Linked DNA regions of Mus musculus: region 1 is linked to region 2. The links are chromatin contacts, called in public Hi-C maps. All regions are on one chromosome and are shown on one strand. The core of a region is the stretch at or near the end of the contact, and the rest is flanking DNA. Distances in the headings are between cores, read along the strand shown. Region 1 overlaps Anks1b (ankyrin repeat and sterile alpha motif domain containing 1B). Region 2 overlaps Anks1b (ankyrin repeat and sterile alpha motif domain containing 1B).

What was found. Hi-C and Micro-C count contacts between places; a contact is called where the count stands out from the background.
Region 1: a Hi-C map of cerebral cortex shows a contact between it and region 2, with 4 times the contacts expected there. The contact joins two enhancer-like sites. A contact is called at or near these places in 2 of 484 Hi-C or Micro-C datasets (cerebral cortex and nephron progenitors) and 2 of 115 datasets of contacts at active chromatin or transcription factors (VIP interneurons and neural progenitor cells).

Annotation. Positions count from the first base shown.
Region 1 is chr10:90,695,793-90,702,296 of GRCm38.p6, forward strand. All of the region lies in intron 17 of Anks1b (ankyrin repeat and sterile alpha motif domain containing 1B), which reads left to right. Among named protein-coding and RNA genes, the nearest start is that of Apaf1, 380 kb to the right of the region's middle. Within about 2 kb of position 3,654, at least 26 of the 459 cell types and tissues checked have an H3K27ac peak or open chromatin away from gene starts, as enhancers often do. A contact at or near this core is called in VIP interneurons and cerebral cortex, where this site is marked.
Region 2 is chr10:90,306,223-90,313,509 of GRCm38.p6, forward strand. It overlaps Anks1b (ankyrin repeat and sterile alpha motif domain containing 1B), which reads left to right. Exons shown (of 27, transcript NM_001359241.1): 11 at 1,347-1,483. Among named protein-coding and RNA genes, the nearest start is that of Anks1b, 440 kb to the left of the region's middle. Within about 2 kb of position 2,254, at least 15 of the 459 cell types and tissues checked have an H3K27ac peak or open chromatin away from gene starts, as enhancers often do. A contact at or near this core is called in VIP interneurons and cerebral cortex, where this site is marked.

The DNA.
Region 1 (6,504 bases), core at 2,404-4,903, 390 kb after region 2:
AGGGGAGGGGAGGGGAGGGGAGAGGAGAGGAGAGGAGAGGAGAGGAGAGGAGAGGAGAGGAGAGGAGAGGAGAGGAGAGGAGAGGAGAGGAGAGGAGAGGAGAGGAGAGGAGAGGAGAGGGAAGAGGGGCGAAACATCCCCTTTTATGGTATGCTGCTATCTTTAATGTTGCTAGGTAAATGGGGAGGAATTTAGCCTGAAGGTCATAAGCTTTGGACATTGCCTACATGACTTATAGCCATGCTTCTCTTGTGGGGGCTGAGGGAGGTGGTAACTTAGACAGGAGCCAGAGTTCCATGGGCATGAGAGAACTTCTTCCGTCCTATGTAGGTGAATTATCACCACCGAGTCCCGGGGTTCAGACATCAGCTCAACTGAAAACCAGACTGCCCAACATGGGGAGGGGACAGCTTGTGAGATGGCTCAGTGGATAAAAGTGCTCACTGCCAAGTCTGGTCACATGGTGGAAGGAGAGAGATGATTCCTGAACATTGTCTTCTGATCTTTTGAGCTGTGGCACATGCATGTGCATGTGTGTTCTTACACACAGCACACATGCACATACAGAGAGAGAGAGAAAGAGATTAGCTCCTTGATATAGAATACTTATCTAGCATATGTGAAACCCTGGGTTCCATCCCCAGAAATGGCAAAAAAAACCAAGAACAACAAAAACAATACATTGGAATAATGTTCTAAAGAGAAAGACAATCAGTAGGCAGGAGCTAATGTTATATCAGATAGGAAAATTTAAAACATGTTTTATATTTTATAATGTTTTAATCTCTAACAAATAGATCAGGTCTTAAGAAAAGTTGTCATGGACATCATTAAGGAGATGGCATCACTGGGCTATCTCTGAAGAAAATATGGGCTTGAAGAGCCTTCCAGGCTGAGGGAGTGGACAGTGCAAGCAAATACCCTGTGGTCACTGAAGAGGAAGGGAAAGAGGACTATCATGAGCTACAGGTTAGGCTCATCACGAATGATGTCAGAGAGATAGCCAAGGACCAGGCCCGGAAGGATGCAGAGACTGGGCTGTATGCCAAGTAGGAGTCTAGGCACCAGAGGGATTTGGAATGGCAGAGATTCTTGGCTTGGAGTATCTGTGAGTACTGGGCGTGGCTACTACGGAAGGAACAGATGCTGAGTGTGGGCAAGGTGGTAGAGCCAGTCCTAAAGGCATTTGTGGGAAGAGGTGGGAATATTTGGTCCAGGCTTTACAATGAAGACAGGCTTGCTGAATTAGAAACCAGCTACAAGGGAAATGAAAGGGGGTGAGTACCGGTTTATGTAGCCTAAACTATTTCCAGAGGTTGAGATGGAAAGTAGGGGAATTAGAATCGGGAGCTGCAGGGAGATGTAGTAAGCAGAGGTACCTACCAAGCCTTTCTGATACAAAGTACAGAAGCAATTGTCTGTAGGAGCATGTAACCATTCAACTCCTCTCTACCTTAGAAACAATGATGCTACCGACAGGCACCGTGGTCCAAGGCTGGAAAAAAAAGACACTGTGAGGCCAGCACCGATCTCTGTGCCCTGCAACTTGTGGGAGGCCATCTTTGCTAGCAGAAGCTCTTTGTTTTTACAACCAGATATTAGAGCAGTCAGCCTGGGGCTCGGAGCACAGGAGCTGCCCTTTCTCCTCCACCGCACACTGGGCAGCTCGTCCTCAGCTATTGACCTGCTATTTGTAGAGCCCCTTGACTCCATCATTAAGACGATATCTTGAGCAGATAGAAGCGAATGACTGTTAACCCTGAGGGAAAACAAGGCTGGACTTCACACACAGTGATTGACAACTTGTCCACAGCAGGAGTGTGAAATATTTCATCCTGTTCCAGCTGGCTGGCTTCCCAAACTATTCTCTCACGTGGATCTGAGAGCCAGGTACAGTGAGGGAAGAGGGTGGGGAGACCCCAGGGTCACTCGGCCTGATTTTTCAAACTCAAAACGTTCAAACATAACTTCCTTCAGTTGAATTTAAAATTTATTGCCCCAGAAAAGCTATTTATTTACCAAGACCATTTAGGGCTAGCAAGATGGCTCAGCAGATAAAGGCGCCTGTCCCTAAATTTGAGAAGTTCAATTCTCAGTTGCCAGTGTGGAAGGAGAGGACCGATCAGCAAAGCCAGTCTCCTCTAACTTCACATATGTGCTCTGGCACTACACACACACACAAACACACACATACACACACACACACACACACACACACACACGGCATGGGGGAGGCACATGCATGCACAATAATTTTTTTTTTATTCTATTTTATTTTAAGTCCACTCATTTCCCAATCTTCTACCTCTGTTCCACAGTGAGGAGCGTATTTAGATGTATTGGCCTGCATTCACTCACCACTCAGTGAATTAGCTCAGTCTGACCCAGGCTGGAGACAATTGATGGATGTGAGTTTCCAAGCAATCCAGTCGCCGAGAGCCCGTAAAGGGACGGTAGGGCCCTTCAGATGTAATGAAATAAGCAGGATCTAGTGTTTGCATGGTCATCTTAAAGACAAAAACTGCAGTTGGCTCCACTGGGCTTCATGGATTCCAAAGGGTGTCTATTCTAAGTTGTGCTGGCTGTGATTTTACATAGCCCCGAGAAGGACAAATAAGTCCATTCAGCACACACACACCTCCCAGCAGCCATTGCTGTTTCTCCCACTTAAAGATCCTTGTGGATTTTTTTTCTGCTTTTCTTAAGGTCTTTGGCATCTATATCATGTCATTTTTTTTCATGCACGGTAGGAACAGAGCATTCATTATATGCTGCCTATTACTATGAATCTCTTCATTCTGCCTCAATGCATTAGGGTTCCCTGCTTTTAAAAAGAAAAAAAATATATATGTCTGGAACAGCAATCTCTTGATGATACTTTGTGAGCATCAACTGAGCCTCATGGGGTCTTGTACATTTTGTGGTTTGCTTGCTTGGGGGGAAGGGGTTGTTTGTTTTTTGAGTTAGGATCGCATGTCGCCTAGACTGGCTTTGAACTTCCTGTGTAGCTGAGAGTAGCCTTGAACTCCTTATCGTCCTGATTCTAGATCTCAAGGTAGGGATCGAAAGCATGATCCACACCTGGCTTAAATACAGCTTCCATGTCAGTTATACCCAACCCATGAGAGCTAGAACTGAGTATATGTGTACAAACTACATAGGCAGGCCACAAGCAATCACGAGGCAGCGCTGATACGACACCTTAGCTTTTCTTAAGGAAAAGCATATGCTTTATAATCAGTAAAATACCATATAAGCAAAGCACCGTGAGAGGGAACAAATGGAGAGTCTCATCAGGGGTTAATGTCTTCCTTCTATTACAAAAAGAAAATCCTCCCCGCCTTTGTTCCCATTGATCAGGATGATATTGTGTCGCATACAGCAAGAGAGACCTCAGATTCTGTCGGGATGCAGCATCAAAAGTGAAGTCTCTCCAGATATCTGACTTTTGCCGTCACAGTCATTTGTCGGGTGCTGGCAATTGCGAGTTATGCTGCTGGGGTCCCTTATCCATCTCCCACTTTAAAAATCACTATGCACCTAGCAAAACTATGAAAAAACCCCTGTGGGGACGGATGTGTGGGCCTGCGTGATTGGAATATTCCGAGGATGTCGACACAGAGAGTCATTGGAGCTGAAAGAATCAAAGAGCCTCTGTCTGAAATGACAGGCTGCCTATGCCAGGATGCATCCCGAGCAGCTCAGCCAGGCGAACCGTGGTCCCTTTGACATGGGAATGGAAAATCCTGAAAACCCTGAGGAAGCTCAGGCACTGGCGACTTGCTTACCATCGGCCCTTGTTGTCTCTTCTGCTTCTTCCTGACATGTTCTTGCTGATTCTGGGCTGTATATCCTCTGATTAGGCAAACTCCAAACATGGCCTGTGATGGTTTAAATGAGAATGGTCCCCACAGGTACCTTTGTTTAAGAGCTTGGTCCCCAGTTGGTGGAACAGTTTCAAAAGGATTAAGAGGTATGGCCTTGTTGGAGAAGGTGTGTCACTGGGCATAGGGCTTGGAGTTTCAAAAGCTCTCTGTCTCTCTGTCTCTGTCTCTCTGTCTCTCTGTCTCTGTCTCTCTGTCTCTCTGTCTCTCTGTCTCTCTGTCTCTCTCTCTCTCTGTCTCTCTCTCTCTCTCTCTCTCTCTCTTTCTCTCTCTCCCCCCTTCTCTCTGCCTCCTGCTTGTTGGTCAGATGTAAGCTCTTGGCTACTGCTTCAGCACTAATCCTGCTTGCCTGCCTTCTTTCTGCTTTGCTCCCCACCATGACTGTTAATGGCTCGCCCTGTAAGCAAGCCTTCAAGGAAATGCTTTCTTTTATGAGTTTCCTTGACCACAGTTTCTCTTCACAGCAATAGAAGAGTCAGACATGCCCTTTCCTTAGGGCCATTAAACTCGCTGTCCCACTGACAGGGTCACTCCATGTACAACTTAACTCTTCTCCTTCTACATTATTTCAGCTCGGCTGTCATGAGCCTTGGACCATGGTTTCCTTGTCATGCAGACTAATTAATGTCTCTGCATACTTCATGTTACCCTGGCGAGTATTTGCTTCTAGAGCCCCGAGTCTCCTTGTTTGCCTCTGTTTGCTAATGGTGTGCTCACCTTTGTACCCGCCACACCTGGGATGCATTTGTCCATCTTAAGTCATCTATGTCATACTTAACATGGAAAATAAAGAATAGGATATAACAAAATGGTTACTTTAAAATATTAAACCTAGCTGGTATCTCCTAAAACACCCTTAAATTCTGACCCAACACAAAACTTAAGTTGCTTTAAAAGCTACTTAATGTAATCTCATATAATACTGGCTAAAAGCATTCAAAGTTCACAAGACCAGTGATGTAAAAATAAGACAATTAGAATGATTTTTCTAGGATGTGAAGAAAAATAATATGTAATTATAAGAATGACTCCCTAAGATATATCTGCCTAGAACCTGTAGCTATGACCTTAGTAATTGTCTTAGTTAAGGTTTTACTGTTGTGAACAGGCACCATGACCAAGGCAACTCTTATAAGGGCGACATTTAATTGGGGCAGGCTTACAGGTTCAGAGGTTCAGTCCATTATCATCAAGGTGGGAGCATGGCAGCATCCAGGCAGGCATCGTGCAGGAGGAGCTGAGAGTTATTCATCTTTATCCAAAGGCTGCTAGGAGAATATTGACTTCGAGGCAGCTAGGGTAAGGGTCTTAAGCCCACACCCGCAGTGGCACATCTACTCCAACAAGGCCACACCTCCTAACAGTGCCAGTTCCTGGGTCAAGCATATACAAACCATCACAGTAGTCAAAAAAAAAAAGGTCTTTGTAAACGTAATTAGGTTACAGACTCAGGAGAAAATTCACCTGCATTATTTAGACCATCAGTCCTCAATCTGTGGACCTCGACCCCTTAGAGAGTACATATCAGATATTTATATGTAGTAGTGATGAAACAGTTGTATGGCTGGGGTCACCACAACACGAGGAGCTGTATTAAAGGGTTGCAGCATTAGGGAGGTTGAGAGTTCTCCTAGATAGACTTGAAATCCCACTTGTGTCTATAAACGAAGCAAGAACACAGACTAGTGAGATGCTGAACGTGGGAAGAGGTAGACTGGAGTAGTCTTGCCATGGATACTGGAGTAACCCAGGGCTGAAAGAGGCAAGGAAGGACTCTCCCCTAGAGCCTTCTGAGGGGCACAGCCCTCCTGACACCTTAACTCCTGACTTCTCACAATCAGTATTATATGAGATTAAGCTCCTCACCCCCACCTTTTTTTTTTTTTAGTTTGATAGATTATACAGCAACCTATGGGAGCCATACAGTGATATTCTAGAATCAGTATCTACGGAACCAGTTTTAATGTTATGGTCTCATGGTTGTTAAAGGAATCCCAACTTGGATACCGTATATTAAATGAAAGTAGTCCTCAGTCAGCCATAAGCCTCAGTCAGGTCATAAGCTTCCATGACCTCTATGGAGGATTGGAAGGACCATCGCCCTCCACCTGGAGGGAACGACAATAGTTCACGCTTAAAGGATGCAGAAGCAGGCAGATGTGATGCAAAGAGACAACTGCTGAGGATTACCCTGGGGAGGATGGGAACTGTTTCATTAGAACAGTGTTGTTGTTTACAGAACCAAACCCTGACCAGTTGGCATGAGTGGTGTTGGGCAACAAGAAGTTGAGAAGTGCTTCGTATCGGCCAGCAAGATGGCTCAGCTGGTAAAGGTGCTTGCCCTGGAGACCTGAGGCTTATCTTGCAGATCCCATGGTGGAAAAAGAGAACCAACTCTCTCAAAAGTTATCTTCTGATTTACACACACACAGTGTAGCATGTGCAGACACACATACAAATAATAATAATAATAGTTATAATGATAATAAATGTTAATTTTAAGAGAGGAAGTAGATACTTGTTAATGGTTAGAGCCTCACCCTCGCGTGTGTTAGGCAAGTACCCTGCCATTAAGCTTCCTTCAAACCCAGGCCTCTCTGTCTTTGCTTCACTCTCTGTT
Region 2 (7,287 bases), core at 1,004-3,503:
TTCCTCCTTAATCACTTTCCTCTTTCCTTTTGAAACATGGTCTCTTACTGAACCTGAATCTCTTTTATTTGGCTAAGCTGGTTGGTGAGTGATCTGCAGGAACCCCTTTTTCCCCCCAGGGCAGGGATTACAGATGCATGCCATTACCCCAGCTGTTACACAGATGTTAGGGATCTGAGATCAATCCTCATGCAAAAGCAGCAAGCACTTTACTGACTAAACCACCTCCTAAGGCTCTGAAATATAATTTTATCTGATGGACACAGTTTTAGGGGGGATTAATATCCTTTCTTTTTATGAACAAAGTGCCTTCATAAATTATTTCTTTTTACTTGGGATTGTAAGCAATGATCATAGAACAGAGAAACATGTTTATCTATAGTAAATACAGTCTTAGTCTAAGTTGTATCAGTTTATATGTATGGGACATAAAATTATTGGGACAGAACTGAAAGCATAACAGAAGTGAACATCTTGAGGATTCACATTTGCAGTGATTTTCATTCAAAGCTATGAAAGATTGTGGTTTATTATTAAGCAGATAAACTTCCTGTTGTGCTAACCAATATTATATTATTTTCTATCCATTTCAAAGAGTTTCACATATTTCTAAACTGTTCCTTGGATATTATTTTATTTGGGTTTACATTAAAAAGGGAAATGTAGAATTCCAAGTTATTCTTTTAAAAGTTTTTATTCTCCTCTCCCCCTCCCCCCCCCCAAAGCAGAAAACAGAAGGGAAGTTCATTTAGATCCTGAAATTTCATTCATTTTAATTTTGAACATAGTGGTTTATATGATTGCCTTCTAGGGATAATAGTGTTTGTTTATGTCCTATACAAATGTCAGGTTTGATTTTTAATTAAAAGTTCTGTGATCTAGGGCTATCTGGGCAAAGTTATCTTAGGGGCTTGAGTTTGGATTTTAGGAATCAAGTAGATATGAAATTCCTACATAATAAAAATGGGCTTTCAATAGAAAGATTGGAACTTGTTGGCCAGTTTCATCATTTCAAAACTATTAATTTTCAAATAAGGAGATGGCCTTTCATATAGTGATGATGGTGGTATTAGGGGCTGTGGAGGATGATGTCATTATAATAAACTGAATATTGCTCATTCATTCAGGAATTACACTACAAGCATTAATATTCACCATCTTGAAGGAAAACAGAACAATCAGTATTTTTAAATAAAAAATACACCACTGAGCATAGTCTTAATTATGATATTATAATTGATATCAGCTTTAAGTTGAAATATCATCTCATGTTCATGAAAATAATTTCAAGTCTTGAGGGGTAAACTGACTGATTAAGTTCATGGCAGTTCTATTTTTGTTCACAGATAATGCCTCTGAGGTAGCAATTACTGCTCCAGGAACTAGTCACCATAGAAACAGCTCTACAGGCCCAACACCTGACTGCTCACCTCCATCCCCAGATACTGCCCTAAAAAATATCGTAAAAGTTATCCGACCTCAGGTAAGTAAGTACCCAGGAGGACATTGCCTGCTCTGTAACGCTTGGTTGCTTGGTTCTGAACTAATACGTGTAAAACACTGTACTTCAATGCTGGGGCTATTATGTAATATAGAATAGATTTTTTTACATTAAGAGAAAGAGATTCCAAATAGGCTGTTTGCTTCCTATGAAGTTCATAATAGACACTGCACTCTCTATTAGCTCTTGGAAAATGAACTTTTATATTATGAGAGGGATTCAATGAAGCCTGGAAAAATGGCTGTTTCACATTTTCCTCTGAGCATTTATGAGGCTGTGGTTGTTGATCTGCTACTGTGTTCTGAAGCTTTCTGTGGGCACACTGTTTGTGCTGGTTTTTCTATCCCCAACCCCAGTGAGCTGATGCAGTTGCTCTCCATTGCCCCACCCCTGTGTTGGGTACCACACTACCCAGTCTCTGTATTGTCCTCCGGGGTTCACGGTCTTGGTAATCTGCCTTTACCTTTTGTTCTTTTTCCCATTCCTGTCACTTGCCTGAATGTTTTCCCCCCTCATCCCCCTTCTCTTTCTGTCGGATTTCCCAGTAGGCGGTTTGCAGGCAAGCTTTAGAAATATCATTGGGACAAGCTGTTCTGTGATATTTCATTGAAAATAGCACTTATAAAGCTGTTTGCATTATATTTTTGCCAACAGATGGACCTAGAACATGGAATTGGTGGTGTTCTCAACCTGGCTCTTTCTGAATGGGCTTCATAAAATCCAAGAGAGGGGGTACTTAGGATCCAATCAATGCCTTTCTGCATTGCTGAGACACAGAACACGAATAGACCCAGAAGCCAGGCTGCAGTGCAGTCATATCTATGACTATGCAAGCAACAATTGCTTTAATAAATAGCATTCTTTCTTATAACTTGCTTTAGATTATTTTATGACAGTCTCATTCTCAATAGCATTTCAACTCCATATCCCAGTGTAGTTTGTAGAAGGCTTTTGTATAAATGATTTCATTTAAACATCATTGATTCCCAGGGAAGTTGTAGGCTGAAGTTGAAACATACTGGGGTTCTAATGGGTTGAAACTGGCTACCTTCTAGGGAGCTCCTTTGCTTTCTTTTACTATAACAGCTATTTCATCCAGTCCTATTCAGTGATTAAAATCTCCTCAGGAGACTGTGTGAGTCATCTTTTTGACAACCTAATGTACACATGTAGCGTTGTTTAGGCACAGGTTACGTTATAATACCTCAGTCTGCAGAGTAAGAAAATGTTTTCAAGCATCCCACCTCAGTCTACTTGGTCGAAGCAAGAAACACCAAACCCGGATTCCAATGGTGGGTGCCACACTTGTGCTCACTGCTTCTCAGTCTCTATCCAAGGGCTTTGGTATGGCTATGTACTTAACACAATTCCAGCACTTACATTAAAACCATTTGTTCTTATGCACATATCTAAGATGCTGTTCAACATATGTTATTAAAATACATTATTAAATATTCGTTATTTTTAATCATGATATAAACCATCTAATTTAAATTTTCTTAGTCATTCCTGAATGAAAAACAGATTCTTGAGAGATACTGGGTAAGGATTCCCCACCAAACGAGAGGAAGAATTAGTCTTCCCCAGGGATTAGACCCCTAGTCAGTTATCCAGCACCAAGTGATCCACCCTGAAATGATTTACATGCAAGCAACAAGATGTGAAAGCAGCACATTGCATACAGATACAAACACACACACACACATATGGTGTGTTACAACAATAATTATTCAAAAATAGGAGATAGATTTCAGGGGGCTTAACAGAGATTATGGGAGGGTTGGAGGGACAAAGGAAAAAATGCTATAATTATCTTTTAGCGAAAATTAAACAAAATCCAAAACTTTTATCAGGCATGGGTGGTACACACCTTTAATCCCAGTACTTGAGAGGCAGAAGGATCTGAGGTCATGGATAGCCTAGTGAATTTCAGACCAGCATGAACTACACAGTAAAACCTTGTTTCAAAAAAATAAAAAGTAATCTCTACTTATTAGTTCAGGATGGGATATTTGAAAACTTTTAAGAAAACTAGAGCTAGCAGAAATTGTACCTTGAGTCTACTCCTGTTCTGTTCCCCTTATGATTCCTGGGGCTCATTAGTCCTCAGTCATTGTAGACAGAAATATAAAATTCACATGGACATAATCATGAAAGAATAACGGGTTAAGATTGTTCATTTATATTCTTTTTCCCTCATTTTTTCCTTTTACTGAAAATAAATTCTTCTCTCATAATATATCCTGATTATAGTTTCCCCTCCCTCCTCTCCTCCTTTCTCATTAGGAAAGAACAGGCTTCTAAGAGATAACAACCAAGCATGCTAAAATGAAATATAAGATAAAACAGAAACTATCAGGGCTGGACAAGACAAATGAACAGAAGGAAAAGAACCCAAGAGAAGACAAAAGAATCAAAGATCCACTGTTTCACACTTTCAGGAGTCCCATAAGAATACTAGACTAAGAGATATTTTATGTATGTTATGTTCACGTGAACATGGACATGTATGTATAGGCCCCGTGCACTCTGCTTCAGCTACTTCATAAGTTTATATGAGCTTTGCTGGTTGACTTAGAGGGCTTGTTCTCCTGGTGTCTCTCCATTCTCTTTGGATCTAACACTCTTTCTGCCACCCTGAACTCTGAGGGGAGGGATTTGATGGTGACATCCCATTTGGAGCTATGTGTTCCAAGACCTTTCTCTTTGTAATGTCTGGCTGTGGGTCTCTGCATGTGTCTTATCTGCAGGAGGAAGAATTTTCTCTGATGACTGCCGAGCAAAGCACTGATCTATAAGTATAGTAGAATATCCTTAAGAGTCATTTTATGATACTGTTTTTTAGACCAGTGGTGTTTGTTTTGACCCAGGTCTCTGGGCTATCTAATCTCTGGTTCTTGGTCATCCAAACAGGGTTGGGTATGGGTTCCATCTTGTGAAGTAGACCTTACACCAAATCAGACATTGGTTGGCTACTCCCACAAGTTCTATGCCACCAGTGCTTAGTATATGTTGCAGGCAGGACGGGTTGTATGTTAGAGGTTTGGGGGCTGAGGTGGTGTTTACATTTCTCTTTTGGTAGCCTGAAGAGTACCTTTCTGATCCAAAGGCACTAGAGCACAGGGTCATGAAGGTTCTATATAGGCACCAGCTGGATTTTCCATGTTCAGTGAATTGTGTGAGTGTTATCTTTGGTAATGAGACCTCACTGTCAATTTGGAAAGAGAAACTCACTGTCTTAGCCGCAACCTGGGTTGTTTGAGGATTTTCATGGACCTTTAGACCAACAATTCAATTCAGTCCTGAAGCGTTGTTTAGTGACAAGAGATATCATCCCTTAAATGCCTCTCAATTCTACCTGTCTTCTCCCCTTCTCTATCTCCCCTCTCCTCCTCACCTGATCCTCTTGTTCACATCCCCACTTGCCCTCAGTCCCTTTGTAAAATCTATTCTATTTCCCTCTCCCAGGGAGATTCGATTCATGTGTTCTCCCTCTAGTCCTTCCTCTATAGCTAACCTCTCTAGGTCTATAGATTGTAGGTTGGTTATCAGTTATTTAATGGATAATTTCCATGTATAAGTGAATACATGCCATATTTATCTTTCTAAGTCTGAGTTACCTTAGTCAGGATATTTTTTAGTTCCATCCATTTGCCTGAAATTTTCATATTTTTTAATAGCTGAATAATAATCCATTGTGAAAATGTACCACATTTTCTTTCTCAGTTTTTCTGTTGAGGGATATCTAGATTGTTTCCAGTTTCTGACTATTATATATAAGAGAGTACTTAAGAACATAGATTCAAAAATGCCCAATAAAATATTTGCAAACAGAATCCAAGAACACATCAAAAAGATCATCTATTATGGTCAAGTAAACTTCATCGAAGAGATGCACGGATAGTTTAAGATACAGAAATCAATAAATATAATCCACCATATAAACAAACTGAAAGAAAAATTATGATCATCTCTTAATATGCAGAAAAAGTCTTTGACAAAACCCAACATCCCTTCATGATAAAAATTCTGGGGAGATCAGCGATACAAAGGGCATGCCTAAACATAAAAAAAAAAAAAAAAGCAATATTCAGCAAGCCTATAGCCAACATCAAATTAATGAAAGACTGCTAGTTTCAAGACAGGGTTTGGAAACCAGAAGCTCTGCAAGAATGATGGATAGATGGTGGAACAGAAGTCTCCAGTGTGCATTCAAATAGCCATAGTCAGGGATGAAATATTGTTCTAAAGAAAAGGTATTTATTGGCTAGCTTATATAAGTACCTATATTGTAAGTACGAGTTAATCCTCTAAAGCATTTGTGATTTTAGGTTTGTGTCTGGAAATATAAGAAATCTGGTTAGAATCACTCTGGGTATTTAAGCACTTTGGATCCATTTACTAACAATTTTTTTTTAAAGTGGGAAATCAAAGGCATGGCCTAGTTCATGGTATGAAATGGTTCTACCACTGAGCTACATTCTTAGCACAAATAATAAATCAACAACATAGTTGAGGTAGAGTTACACTTTTAAAACTAGAGGTAAGAGACCTTTGATTCAGTTCTCAGATGGTGGAAGGAATTGATTCCCAAAAGTTGTCTTCTGACCCCCACATGCACACACACACAGACACACAGACACACACACACACACACACACACACACACACACACACACACACACACACACACAAAATCAATAAATAAATAAGCTTTAAAATTAAAGAATATATACAAACTTTACTGGATGGTTTTGTGTGTCAACTTGACACAGGCTGGAGTTATCACAGAGAAAGGAGTTTCAGTTGGGGAAGTGCCTCCGTGAGATCCAGCTATGGGGCATTTTCTCAATTAGTGATCAAGGGGGAAAGGCCCCTTGTGGGTGGTGCCATCTCTGGGCTGGCAGTCTTGAGTTCTATGAGAGAGCAGGCTTAGCAAGCCAGGGGAAGCAAGTCAGTAAAGAACATCCCTCCATGGCCTCTGCATCAGCTCCTGCTTTCTGACCTGCTCGAGTTCCAGTCCTGACTTCCTTGGTGATGAACAGCAGTATGGAAGTGTAAGCCGAATAAACCCTTTCCTCCCCAAATTGCTTCTTGGTCATGATGTTTGTGCAGGAATAGAAACCCCTACTAAGACACAAACCTTATCAATTTGTATTTCCTTCCTTGTGCATTCTTTGACCATGGGAGGAATATGTGAACATGTGAGCTGGAGGGTAAACTTGACCCTATTCACAGAAAATGGATGTTGCTTAGGTAGCAGGAGCTAGACCACTTATTTCCTTGGCTTCATGCACATCTTTACCCAGCTAAGTCTGGATTCTAAGTCTATATGGAGAGAATCCTTTGCAACCATGGAACCCTTGCTTCCAGAGAGAGAGAGAGAGACACAGCATTGCAGGTGTTCTGATTAGCATGTTAATTACCTGCAAGCCTCAGACTTTCCAGAGTCTTCTACTGAAGTTGTTTTTGCTCTGCCTGTTTATTAACTACCTAAGTCGCAGCTGCTGGTTTCACAGTACTGTTTGATCTCCTCACCTACATTTCTTTGGGTCCTTTCATGTCTTAAAAGCCTCCAGATTGTGAAACATCCTATTTTTAATTAATAAGAACTGAAATATTTATATGGTACTGGCTTCTCTTTGTTTCCCTCGAAAATATTAACCTACGAGGCTGAGTTTTTCTGTTTAGAATAACCCACAGACTTCTACCTGAAAAGAATAGAATGAATGATTTTTACACTTAAAAATACTTGGGAAAGAAAAACCTTTTGAAAAATTAAGTGG